Regions from separate parts of the Zea mays genome. Here regions 1 and 2 are each linked to region 3. The links are chromatin contacts, called in public Hi-C maps. All regions are on one chromosome and are shown on one strand. Each heading gives the region's core, a stretch centred on a gene start, on an enhancer-like site or on the middle of the called end of the contact. The rest is flanking DNA. Distances are from core to core; before and after follow the strand shown. Region 1 holds the start of LOC100280328. Region 2 holds the start of LOC542277 (nucleic acid binding protein 1). Region 3 holds the start of LOC100191359.

The links. A called contact is a pair of places that touch in the nucleus more often than the background predicts.
Region 1: a contact with region 3 is called in a Hi-C map of leaf, with 4 times the contacts expected there. The contact joins the promoter of LOC100280328 here to the promoter of LOC100191359 in region 3. A contact is called at or near these places in 3 of 25 Hi-C or Micro-C datasets (ear, leaf and tassel).
Region 2: a contact with region 3 is called in a Hi-C map of ear, with 3 times the contacts expected there. The contact joins the promoter of LOC542277 here to the promoter of LOC100191359 in region 3. A contact is called at or near these places in 3 of 25 Hi-C or Micro-C datasets (ear, leaf and tassel).

Annotation. Positions count from the first base shown.
Region 1 is chr7:47,468,637-47,472,366 of Zm-B73-REFERENCE-NAM-5.0, forward strand. LOC100280328 reads left to right here and starts at 2,049. Exons shown (of 11, transcript NR_158545.1): 1 at 2,049-2,256; 2 at 2,753-2,849; 3 at 2,942-3,070; 4 at 3,364-3,454; 5 at 3,584-3,661.
Region 2 is chr7:47,595,117-47,598,610 of Zm-B73-REFERENCE-NAM-5.0, forward strand. LOC542277 (nucleic acid binding protein 1) reads right to left here and starts at 1,535. Exons shown (of 4, transcript NM_001111877.1): 1 at 948-1,535. The coding sequence starts at 1,412.
Region 3 is chr7:47,949,936-47,953,645 of Zm-B73-REFERENCE-NAM-5.0, forward strand. LOC100191359 reads right to left here and starts at 1,688. Exons shown (of 3, transcript NM_001136793.2): 1 at 1,555-1,688.

The sequences.
Region 1 (3,730 bases), core at 799-3,298, 480 kb before region 3:
AGTGAATCTTGATCTGTAGCTGGAGCCAGAGTGTAAGATCTGTGCAGTGATTTATCGTGACAATAAAATTAAGTTTGTGTCAAACCGTTTAGTCGCTAGACAATAAAATTAACTTTGCTAGCTCAAGCAAAACACCATGGCCACATAAGAATGGTTTCTATCCAACAGTCATCTTGTGTCTGATTTTCTTTTTCTTTTCCCTCTCTCTCACCAGTCATGCCACTAACACACCCATCAGATGTCAGAGCGTCGTCCAGCGATGAAGAAAGGGAAATGGAGGAAGAAGACGGCGTTGTGAGCGGCCATAAGGGCAAAACCGGTAGATTGCAACGCGGGCCCACCTGTCAGGTACACCAAAAGCAACACTGACCTTTTTTTGTCAGCGCGCAGACTTAAGCGACCCTTTTGACGACCCTAACTCGAAACGGTGTATTATGAAGAGCGGCAAGATAAAACGACCCATTTTGCCAAATTCTTCCTTGGAACTTGGAACACAACAGATCGGTAAGCAAACAGTTCTAAAAACAGCAGCAATGCGTGAGCAGGGCAGGCTACTTGCGGCGGAGAAGAGGAGATTGCCCCAGGCATCATGGACGAGTGAGTTCCCGAGAAGCAGGAAGGCCAGGATTGGAGAGCATAGGTAGGTCGCACGGGCGAACGGGGAACCGCCGCCGGTCACAGAGGCAGCGGCGTCGGAGAACACGAGGTAGTCGACGTCGAGGTGGGCATCCTGGCATCCCCGAACACGCGCTGGAAGGCGGATACGAAGGCGCACTTTGGCCCTCCGATTCTAAACGAACGGCTTCGATGGTCCGATCTGAGAGACCGGCAGCAACTCCTGACCCCACATGTCATAACCCCACAAGACTGTTAATTTTGCGTCAGCTACTCAGCTCCCCCACCCCCGCGGGAGAGGAGATAATTGCCATTATGGACGAAGAGAGGAGGGGATTCGACGAAATGGAGGCGTTGGCGTTGGCTTCTCTGTTCTGGAGACGCAGGCGACAGCCAAACTCCAAAACGGAAAGGAGACAGCGCTTGAAGCTGCGTTAACAGGTATTAGTTTCCTCTCTCCGTTTACCGTTCGCCTGCGCAGACGCCGTCTGGCGCACTCGTCTCTACACCGTCTCTTCTTGCGGCTGCTCTCGGGGTCGACCTGCTGTCGGGAGCACGTGCAGGAAAGGGACCTTGGCCATGGCCGTGGCAGAGAGCTTCGAGTTGGGGTCAGACGCGCGCAGGACACGGCCATGGACGGAGCAAGGAGCCGAGCGCGGTGCTGGAGATTCGACTGGCGAATAGAGGAAGGAGAAGCCCGGCGAGGTTGGGGAAAAGACAGGACGCCGGCAAGGAGAACCAAGGAGCCAAGGAGGGAGCTGGGCTCGGCTGGCACAGAGAGGAAGATGCGATGGCCAGGGGACTCAGATGCTGCGGCCAGCAGGGAGGCGCAGAGCCGAACCAGGGGCGAGCTCAAGGGAGCAGGCACGGTGGCCGGAGATCTAGGGCACCGCGAGCTGCACGACAGGGGAATTCTGAGCTGGGAGCGCGGCAACCATGGCTGGAGCAGGCGCGGCGCTGGGCGTTGGAGACCAGAGAGGAGAGCTGAGGGGCGCAGCTAGAGAAGCTAGGAAGGAGCTGGGCGAGCGGCGAGCCAGGGAGAAGCTGGGAGCCACGACGCTGTGGAGAAGAAGGAGCAGAGCGCGCTGGAGAGATGAAGACCAGGGCGCGGCAGGGAAGAAGGAAGAAGGATCGCGCGTGAAGTTAAAGGAACCAGGGCGCTCTGCTCCTTCTTCTCCACAGCGAGAGTTCGGGTGTGCCAGAGTGATGGCGAGGAGAAGAGACGGTGTACAGACGAGTGCGCCAGACGGTGTCTGCGTAGGCGAACGGTAAACAGAGAGAGGAAACTAATACCTGTTAACGCAGTTCCAAGCGCTGTCTCCTTTCCGTTTTAGAGTTTGGCTATCGCCTGCGTCTCCAGAACAGAGAAGCCAACGCCAACGCCTCCATTTCGTCGAATCCCCTCCTCTCTTCGTCCATAATGGCAATTATCTCGCGGGAGAGAGAGACGGGAGGAAGCGGATTCCATCCACACCGTCGTGCACCACTTTTCCCCGCACCCACCACGCGGCGCCGCCCGAGCACGACCATGGCGTCGCCGTCCATCCCCGCCGCTCTCCGCCACCCGCACCTCCCCGCCGATGGAGGACTTCTTTTCCACTCGTCCGGCGACCCAACCGCGCGCTCCTCGCTCTCGTTCAGGCAAAACTTTCTTTCTCAGAGACTGTTCTTTCCCTGTTGCCACATCTATTTTCTGGCACCGCACCGTGAAACATTTTGGTGTGTTGGTCGATCCAGCCGTGGTTAATTTTGGTTGATTTTCAGCTGCCCGTGTACTAGAAACGATTGTTGCTGTTGTATCAAATGCAACATGTAGTTTCAATTTGGAAAAATAAACTGCCTGACCAACTATTTGCTCCTCTTGCTTAACAGTATCAGAAGGGTCCGTGTCCTGGAAATAGGTAGATGGATTTGTATCTGTCCGAAATTAAACAATCCAGTGGATGAATCATTAAATAGCATCGTAGCCTGGCCGATTGCTTGCACTAAAAGAATCGAATGCTTTATCCTTTAACCTCTTTGTATCAATGATTATCTTGATGAGCACCATGTGTTTTGGTGAATTATTTGTCCTCTATGTAGTTCTGTAAAGTGATGTTGCAGTGATAATTCTTTGCATCTCTTCTTGTTTAAGCAGGATAGGAGACATGACAATGAGAAGGTGTCAGACAGGTCCTGGTCCTGTTTTGGCTGCAAGGAGTCCTGGTTTGGGCAACGTTGACAATCTCCATGAGGTGTTCACTTGCAATTTCGTTGATACTTTTTCAGTATTTTGTTGAAATGCCATATAATGAAATTTGACTTTACCCGTGGGCATGTGCTCTAGAGTTCAAGCTTATCTAGGAGCTGGGATTTGAACAGACAGATTGATGATGACCGTGATGTACTCATAGAATGTAGAGATGTCCATAAGTCATTTGGAGAGAAACAAGTATTAAGAGGTGTTAGTTTCAAGGTCAGCTTTTCTCTTTCCACTTTCATTGGTATATATGTTTTTTGTGACTAGAATCGGAACCAGTGATTGGCATTAGCAGCAATAAAATGGCATGAATCATGTAATTCTCAATCCCCAATTGCACAGGATTTGTAATTTGAATTTTATTTAGTTCTATTCTTTTACTCACCAGTCACCACATTGTAGTCACTACGCATTCTGTTCACTGTTATATTTTGATGTTTTCATGACTCAGTAGGTTTGGTTTGTTGTAGTTATGATTCAAAATAATGTTATACTTTTGTGTAGATTAGACATGGTGAAGCAGTTGGGATAATTGGACCTTCAGGGACGGGAAAATCAACTATATTGAAGGTTATGGCTGGGCTGCTTGCTCCGGACAAGGTTGTCCATCTTCTTAGTTTGCCCATGTTACAACAGTGCATCATTCATTTAATCATTTTCATTACAACTTGGTAAACTGGAAGTTTAATGTGCTCTTTTTCCTTTATCTGTCTCTGCAATAACAAGCAGGGTGATGTAATCATTTGTGGAAAGAAAAGGCATGGTTTAGTTAGCGATGAGGATATAGAGGGTCTCCGCATTGGTTTGGTACATATTCTTTGTGCTTTGTTGCATCTGTACTAAGAAATGGCATGATTTCCTTGTAGCTTCTTGTGC
Region 2 (3,494 bases), core at 285-2,784, 350 kb before region 3:
GCAAGCTCCTTTTTTTCAACCCAGGGGGAACACGAAAACATATACCCCTAAAAGATCAAACAATGGTACCCTTGAACTATCATTTAACTATATGATTAAGGCCATGTTTGAATGCATTAGAGCTAATAGCTAGCTGCTAAAATTAGCCGAAACATCCAAAAAGTCTAACTAATAGTTCAACTATTAGCTATTTTTAGCAAATTAGCTAATAGTTAGCTAGATATTTGTTACCTAGCTGATTTCACCACCAATTTTTAGCCAACTAAGGGGGTGTTTGGTTTCTAGGGACTAATCTTTAGTCCTTAAATTGCCAAATACGAAAACTAAAACACTATTTCAGTTTCTGTATTTGCCAATTTAGAGACTAAAATAGAATAAAATGTAGGGACTAAAAATTAGTCCCTAGAAACCAAACACCCCTTAACTATTAGCTCGAGTGCATTCAAACAACCCTAAAATAGTGAACTCACGGACACTAGCTACGAAGCCACCTCAATAGCATGGACAGGTAAAGAGAGGGAGGGGGGGGGGGGGGGGGGGTTCTTTATAAACAACAAATATATATGTGCAGTGTCCTAGGATGAAATTTTGTGGTGAAAGCAGCATAACCCAGTGCAACAAGGATTTAATCAATAACTAAGTTAAGATGTAATTCTGATAAGAACCTGTAAACACATAAGCATATCTTATGAAGCAATATCACATTGCAACATGTGCAGGAATAAGTTCACAAATAACGCAAGTAGATTGCAGCAGCAGCACCCTTGCAACTTCAAATGCGCAATTCCCGCTCGCCGCACAACAAAATGCAGAAGAGCAGGACTAACTACAGTGTGATGCCGCTACAGTGGCTGCGGTGCGGTCTAAGTTGAGGCAAATTTGTTCCGGGGCAAGGAGTAGGACAAGGGGGAGGCAGTAGCCACAAACAATTGTTGAAGGGACGTCACCTCTGCGACCTCGACGACGCCGGCCTGGTCGAAGAGCTGAGCGAGGCGCTCGCTGTCGACGTCGTAGGGCAGGTTTCCGACGTAGACCTTGGCCTCCTCGGGCGGCTCAACGTACTCCCCGACCTCCTCCTCCACCTCGTCCTCGACAGCGGCTGAGACCTCTACGGAATGGTCATCCACCAACTCACCCGCCCCCTCGTCGTCACCCGATCCGAACAACTCCACCTCCTTATCCTTCTCCGAGTCGTCGGGCTCCGCGTAGTTAACTCCGACGGAGGACTCGAAGGCGGAATCGGAGGCGGCGAGCGGGGCGAGCGGCAGGCGGCGTGCGGAGCGGAGGCGGAGCAGGCGTCGGGGCAGCGCCGGCGCAAGGAGCACGAAGAAGGGGCAGGAAGTGGCGGGGCTGGACTTGGGGAGCGGGGCGGCAGCGAGGGCGCGGAGGGACACCGCGACGGAGGAGGCCATGGTGGCGCTGGGCGGGGGAGTGGAAGGAAGGAATGGGAGAAGAGAAAGAGATAAGAGGGGGAGGGAAGAGCGATCCGCGACCGCGAGAGGATTTTGGGGGGTGAGGCGCCGAGACTGGGTGCGGATGGAGTGGACGTACGGTGGAGATGGCCCCGGCCGACATGATATTCTGGGGGCCTTCCCTCGTTCCATTGAAAAAGACGGGCTGTTCCCTCCTACGATATGGGCTAGGCCGCTATCGGTGCCCAAATAGCGCGCGTGCTCCTCCATTCATGCTAGTGACGCACGTTTTCTAATTTCCGTATCGTTTTTGTTTATATCCGAAACTGATAGGTACGCGCTTCTCGATTTGTGGCAGTTTCCTGCTCCTCTGTTTTTAGGCCGTTTTATTTAAGGTATTCAGGCCGTTTTTAGACCATATTTTTTTCAAGAGATTTTCATTTTACTAAGGAAAATTAGTTTATTTTCCCATGAAAAAATAGAAATCTTTGGGAAAAATGTAGTTTCCAAACTAGCCCTTAGAGTCTTTTTTTCCTTTAGGCCCCCTTTTATTTCGTTAGAATTAAATTCTATTTTTATAATTATAATTTAGACAAAACTAATTAAATTCATATATTTATATATGTAATATATTTGTATATTATCCTAAATCATATGATAGAGATAGTTATATACTATATTTATGTTATATCAAGCAAGCAGATGAGTATGCTATAAGTTGTACATCGAAAAAATAGCATGAAAATCTATAGAATCAATTTCCAACTCTCACCTCATGAATTTGAGATAGACTTATATGATAACTTTGGAAAGTGTTGGAATGTCACATCCTAAAAAATAGTCTATTCTATTAGTAAGATTTCAATTCCTCAAAATGAAAGGAAACAAACGGGGCCTTAGTCTAAAGTTTAGTTTTTAGTTATATGACTAAAGTTTAGTCACTGTCCTGCTTAATTGTAGCGACTAAAAGTATTTAGAGCATACCAAATAAATCATTAGAAAAACAAAATATCCCTTAACATTCTCTCGTAATTATTGCAACTGAAATAGAAAAAGTGAAATTAATATGATTTAGTGCATTTTAAGCACCCTTTGAAGACTAGACTACTAGAGACTAAAATAGTTTAGTCTTTATTTTAGTCACATCGTTTGACAATTTAGAGCACTCAGCTTTTAAGAAACTAGTTTATAAAAATTGAGGTGACTCTAAACATACCAGTTTATAACTCAGTTCGTAGAAATTAGATTCTCGTTTTTTTTAAAACCAAGAAACTGGTCTCTCCTAGGTAAAAGATAAAAACTGGTTACTTTAAAACTGGGTTGCTTTTAAATAGTGCCTTAGTGACAATAAAAGGTCGTATGTCATAAAAATATTATGTAACTAGTTCAATTTGTGTGGTGAACGGTGCACGGAGGACGAAACAATTTTAAGGTATGGCAAAGCGCAAGCATATATAAAAGTAAGACTAAAATATGATTAGTACAACACAACGTATAAGAATATATGACAAACAATTTCATATCTAATTTATCATGTAAACAAATTGCAAATTAAAATAATCACCTCTCATTTGTTCAGTGGCTTTATCCTCTCTCATTCAGTACAAATTTAATCAACTAATTTACTGAATCAGCATGTTGCATAGATTAACCAATGATTTACTAATAATTGAATGATACAAATGAATAGTTAAAGAAATTGGAAAGAAAACCATCAAATAATAACAATACGTGACTCTAGTCATGTAGTACAACTGCATAGGGTAACTGCATGGGGGTATCGAGCGCTAGTTACTCTTTCGGCAACAGCGCACCTTAAAGCCTATTATTAATAGTGGCCCAAATAACGGTTCTTTGTGTAGCTTTTCCCTTAGGCTCCGTTTGTTTTCTTTCATTTTAAGGAATTGAAATCTTACTATTGCAATAGACTATTTTTTTAGAATGTGACATTCCACCACTTTCCAAAGTTATCATATAAGCCTATCTCAAATTCATGGGTAAGAGATGGAAATTGATTCTATAGATTTATATGTTATTTTTCCGATGTACAACTTATAGCACACTCTTTTACTTGCTTCGTTA
Region 3 (3,710 bases), core at 438-2,937:
GTAACCAAAAATGCAAGAGATGAAAATCTTTGCATTGCAAAAGATGATAATGTACAATAGTGGAACAACTGAGGAGAAATTGGGATGGGTCCAAAGGGTGCAGATTCTGTGGAAAAGAAGAAACTGTGGGCAATCTTTTGTTTAGATGTCCTACAGCTGTTATGACTTGGGCGGTGTTGGGTGAGAAATAGTTTGGGCTTGTCGAAGATCCCAACATCCATTAAAAATTTCAGGAGAACTGCTAGAACAGCGAAGGAGGGAACAAGAACATGTTCATATGGTTCGTAATAGATGGAGCGGGTTGGGCTCTGTGGAACACGAGAAACAATCTATTTTTTCAACAAAAAAAAACTGAAATCTCCTAAACGAGTTGCTTGCAAAACTATTGGTCTTCTAAACCATTGGCAGACGCTGGCGAAGGAGAAATGGAACAAGCTGGAGTTGCTGCAGAAGATGAAACCTTCAGGCTTTGACATTTTCTAATCGAAGACCAATGACAGTTTTAATGAAAGTGACTAATGGTGCCATTCTTAAAAGTTCAAATACCAAATATGTAATGTTTTCAATCTTCTCCAACGAGAACTGGTGGTCACAATCTATGAAATAATAAATACAACCAGTAAGTAGATTAGTACATATTTCATTTTGAATGGAAGGGCACCTAATATGCTAGCTTGTTTTCGACTAAGGAATTAATACAAAACTAGCATACTAGAGTAAACAAATGCACAAAAAAGCTACCCTTGATATCATTGCTACGTATGACAAAATAAATTGGGCATGTTATTATCTGATACACGGATTCAATTCTAAACTGGTCCCTAAGGCATCATACGAGAAGTCTTCATAACTCTGATGTTCCTATTGATACAAACATTCATAAAAAGGCAGCATGGACTTCAGAAGCCCGTCCTCAACAAAAATTGATTAATACAAATCACTACATTACTAACGATAACATGCAAGAAACTAAGACTATAGGAGTATACAATGCATGGAGGGCACACTACCTTTGCTGGATGCTCATGATTGACGAAGGAGATGAGCTTGATGGCATGATCAATTTGATCATATATGTCTTACGTAGTTGCATCACCATCTTTTGTGGGAGAATTAGACTTGTGTTAAGGCTAAACTTCCCATACCTGATATGCATATGGTTCAGGCCCTTTTCGGATGAGCAACCAAAGCTGCAATTTCAGTAACTTTCTAAGGCGTACAAGTTCGGTATTTTAGGAGCTGCCTCAATCACTTTTAGTACTAGTATTCATCAATTTCAGTTGCAAGGAAATCGTTGTATCGATGGCTACGCAATACTAATTCCACACGTGTCCGTCATCTTTGCAAAGTATTTCCCCGGGGTGAAATCAGAACCCACGCCCAAATCAAGAACCCTAGAATAGAGCTTATGATAATCCTAGCACCTCATTAATGTGATGCTCTACCTCGTCTGCATCTGAGGTACGGCATCGACTGCGGTAGCGCGGTGGAAACCCACACATAAATCAAGAATCCTAATACAGAGCAAAGGGAAGGGAAGAGCGGCGCAATTACCGCAAAAATACGGCAGGAGAATGTAACGCCCGTGGCCTCCGGAGTCTTCCCCGTCGACGTGAGCCGCTGCCCGCTGCGCAACCGGCGATGGCCGACAGACCGAGACAGCAAGGTAATGGAATTTCACTTTTATTATTTTTCTCCCGTTCCCCAGTCACCTGTTTTATACGGCACATACTCAGACACAACCAGCCCAGGCAGGTATCCACTCGGCCCAGCCCATCCAGGTGAATATACTTTTACAACGGCCCACCAACCAACACACTCAAACATCACTCCCACCAACCTACTACTTTCAGTCGACCTCATCGGCACGAGCTTCAGTTCAGCACGCACTTTAGAACTTGCCATTGTCATCGAGCCTAACACCTTCTCGCCAATATTGTTAGATTTAAGGCTAGAAAAAGAGTGCGAAGCTTGTGAGCTAGCTCGAGCTTGGGACGGTCCGGCTTGGTTCGGAGCGGTTTGCGAGCCTCGAGTTAGTCGAGCCTAGTTTTTGAGCTCGCTGGTCCACCGAGTCGAACTGAGCCAGCTCCCTCTGGCTCGCGAGTTGTACCAAATTAATCAAACTATATAATAATGATAGATAATAGATAATTTTATTTATAATGTTGAATGATGATTATATTTTTCACATTTATATACTATTAAAGCACTATATAATACAATATTATTTATTAAGGTCGAGCTTGCGAGCCGAGTCGAGCCTCATCTTTCAACTCGTTGAGTGAACGAGCCGACCCAAGCCGTGCTCAGTCTGTCAACGAGCCGAGCGGAGTTTGGCTCGTCTCGTTTCCAGCCCTTGTTAGATTAATGAGCTTGGCCTAAATTGAGAAATTCAATTAAATTCCAAAAAACCTCAAAAGACCATGTATGGGAACCGTAGTACCACATTGCTAATCTAAATTTAGTGAGACTAGTTTATATCTAGAGGCATCTCTCTCCCTCCAAGTCATGGATGAGGGGGGAGGATGGAACACCACACGTGGGTGCGCTCGCTCGCTGTCACACCCGGTTTTAGAAGGCAAACCGAATGTGAACCATGTACGTGCCAGGATCAGCAATTCACGTACACAACAGTTACATAACATGGACATCATCACATAGTGCTCAAATAGTATTAAAAAGGGAAATAATAATCGATTACATCATATGTCTGAGACATCCACATAGTCTTTACAATAAATCAAAGTGCGGAAAAGAAACGTAGATAAACGCGGCCTTCACAGGGAGCCGACTGGTGGTTGCCGCTAACCCACGCCTAAAACTCGTCGTAGTCTTGGAACTCCTGGAAGTCTCCTTCCACGGCTTCATCTTCTCCTGAGCAGTGGTTGCAATGCTGACAACCTGGGGATGGAGGGGGTTGGTGTGTAGAGCAAGGGTGAGTACACATCAACATACTCGGCAAGTATCATGTTTGGTTGTAGTGGACTAGCTTTATGTGGGGGTAAGTCAAGCAGTTGCTTTTAGTTGGTCAGATTATTATTACTAGTACAGAAAGCCAAGTTTTAGAATTAATCCATATTATTAACCCAACCATACTCCTTTCCAAACGGAAAGAGTACCACTTACCATTACCAGAGTCAAAACCAAGAACCATCAATCTCATTGCCACCTGCAAACCGAACATCTCTGATCAAGTACCACTAATCACTAGAGCTCCCTTGGCCGCTCATAACCGCGAGCACGGCTGATATATCAGTTTTTAAACACTCTGCAAAGGTTGTGCACTTTACCCACAAGCCGTGATTCCCTTTCTGCCCGGAGAGAGCTACTCCCCATTGACCACTGCCTAGGTGGCCCAGCAGGGCATCACTACGTAGCCTTTACAAAGATTCCTCGGGGTTGTAGCTGCCCGTTAGGTTTCCTAAATGCACCACACTCCTCCCCAAGGGGGCGAACCCAAGCTTGGCAGGGCGAGCCGCATACACCGAGCCCCATTAACGGCACGACGGCTAAGCGAACTACACCCCGGTTCCTCTAATTATTCAGCTAAGGGCATCCCATTCCACCCTCATGGTTGCACTGTTTTCCCGGGCGGTCATCCAACGAACAGGTCCTTACGGAAAGGCACTCGAGAAACCGCTCGAGCCCCCTTAAAGGACACAAGTATAACATCATAATAAAGGAAAGGAAAACAGCGTATCATTGATAAT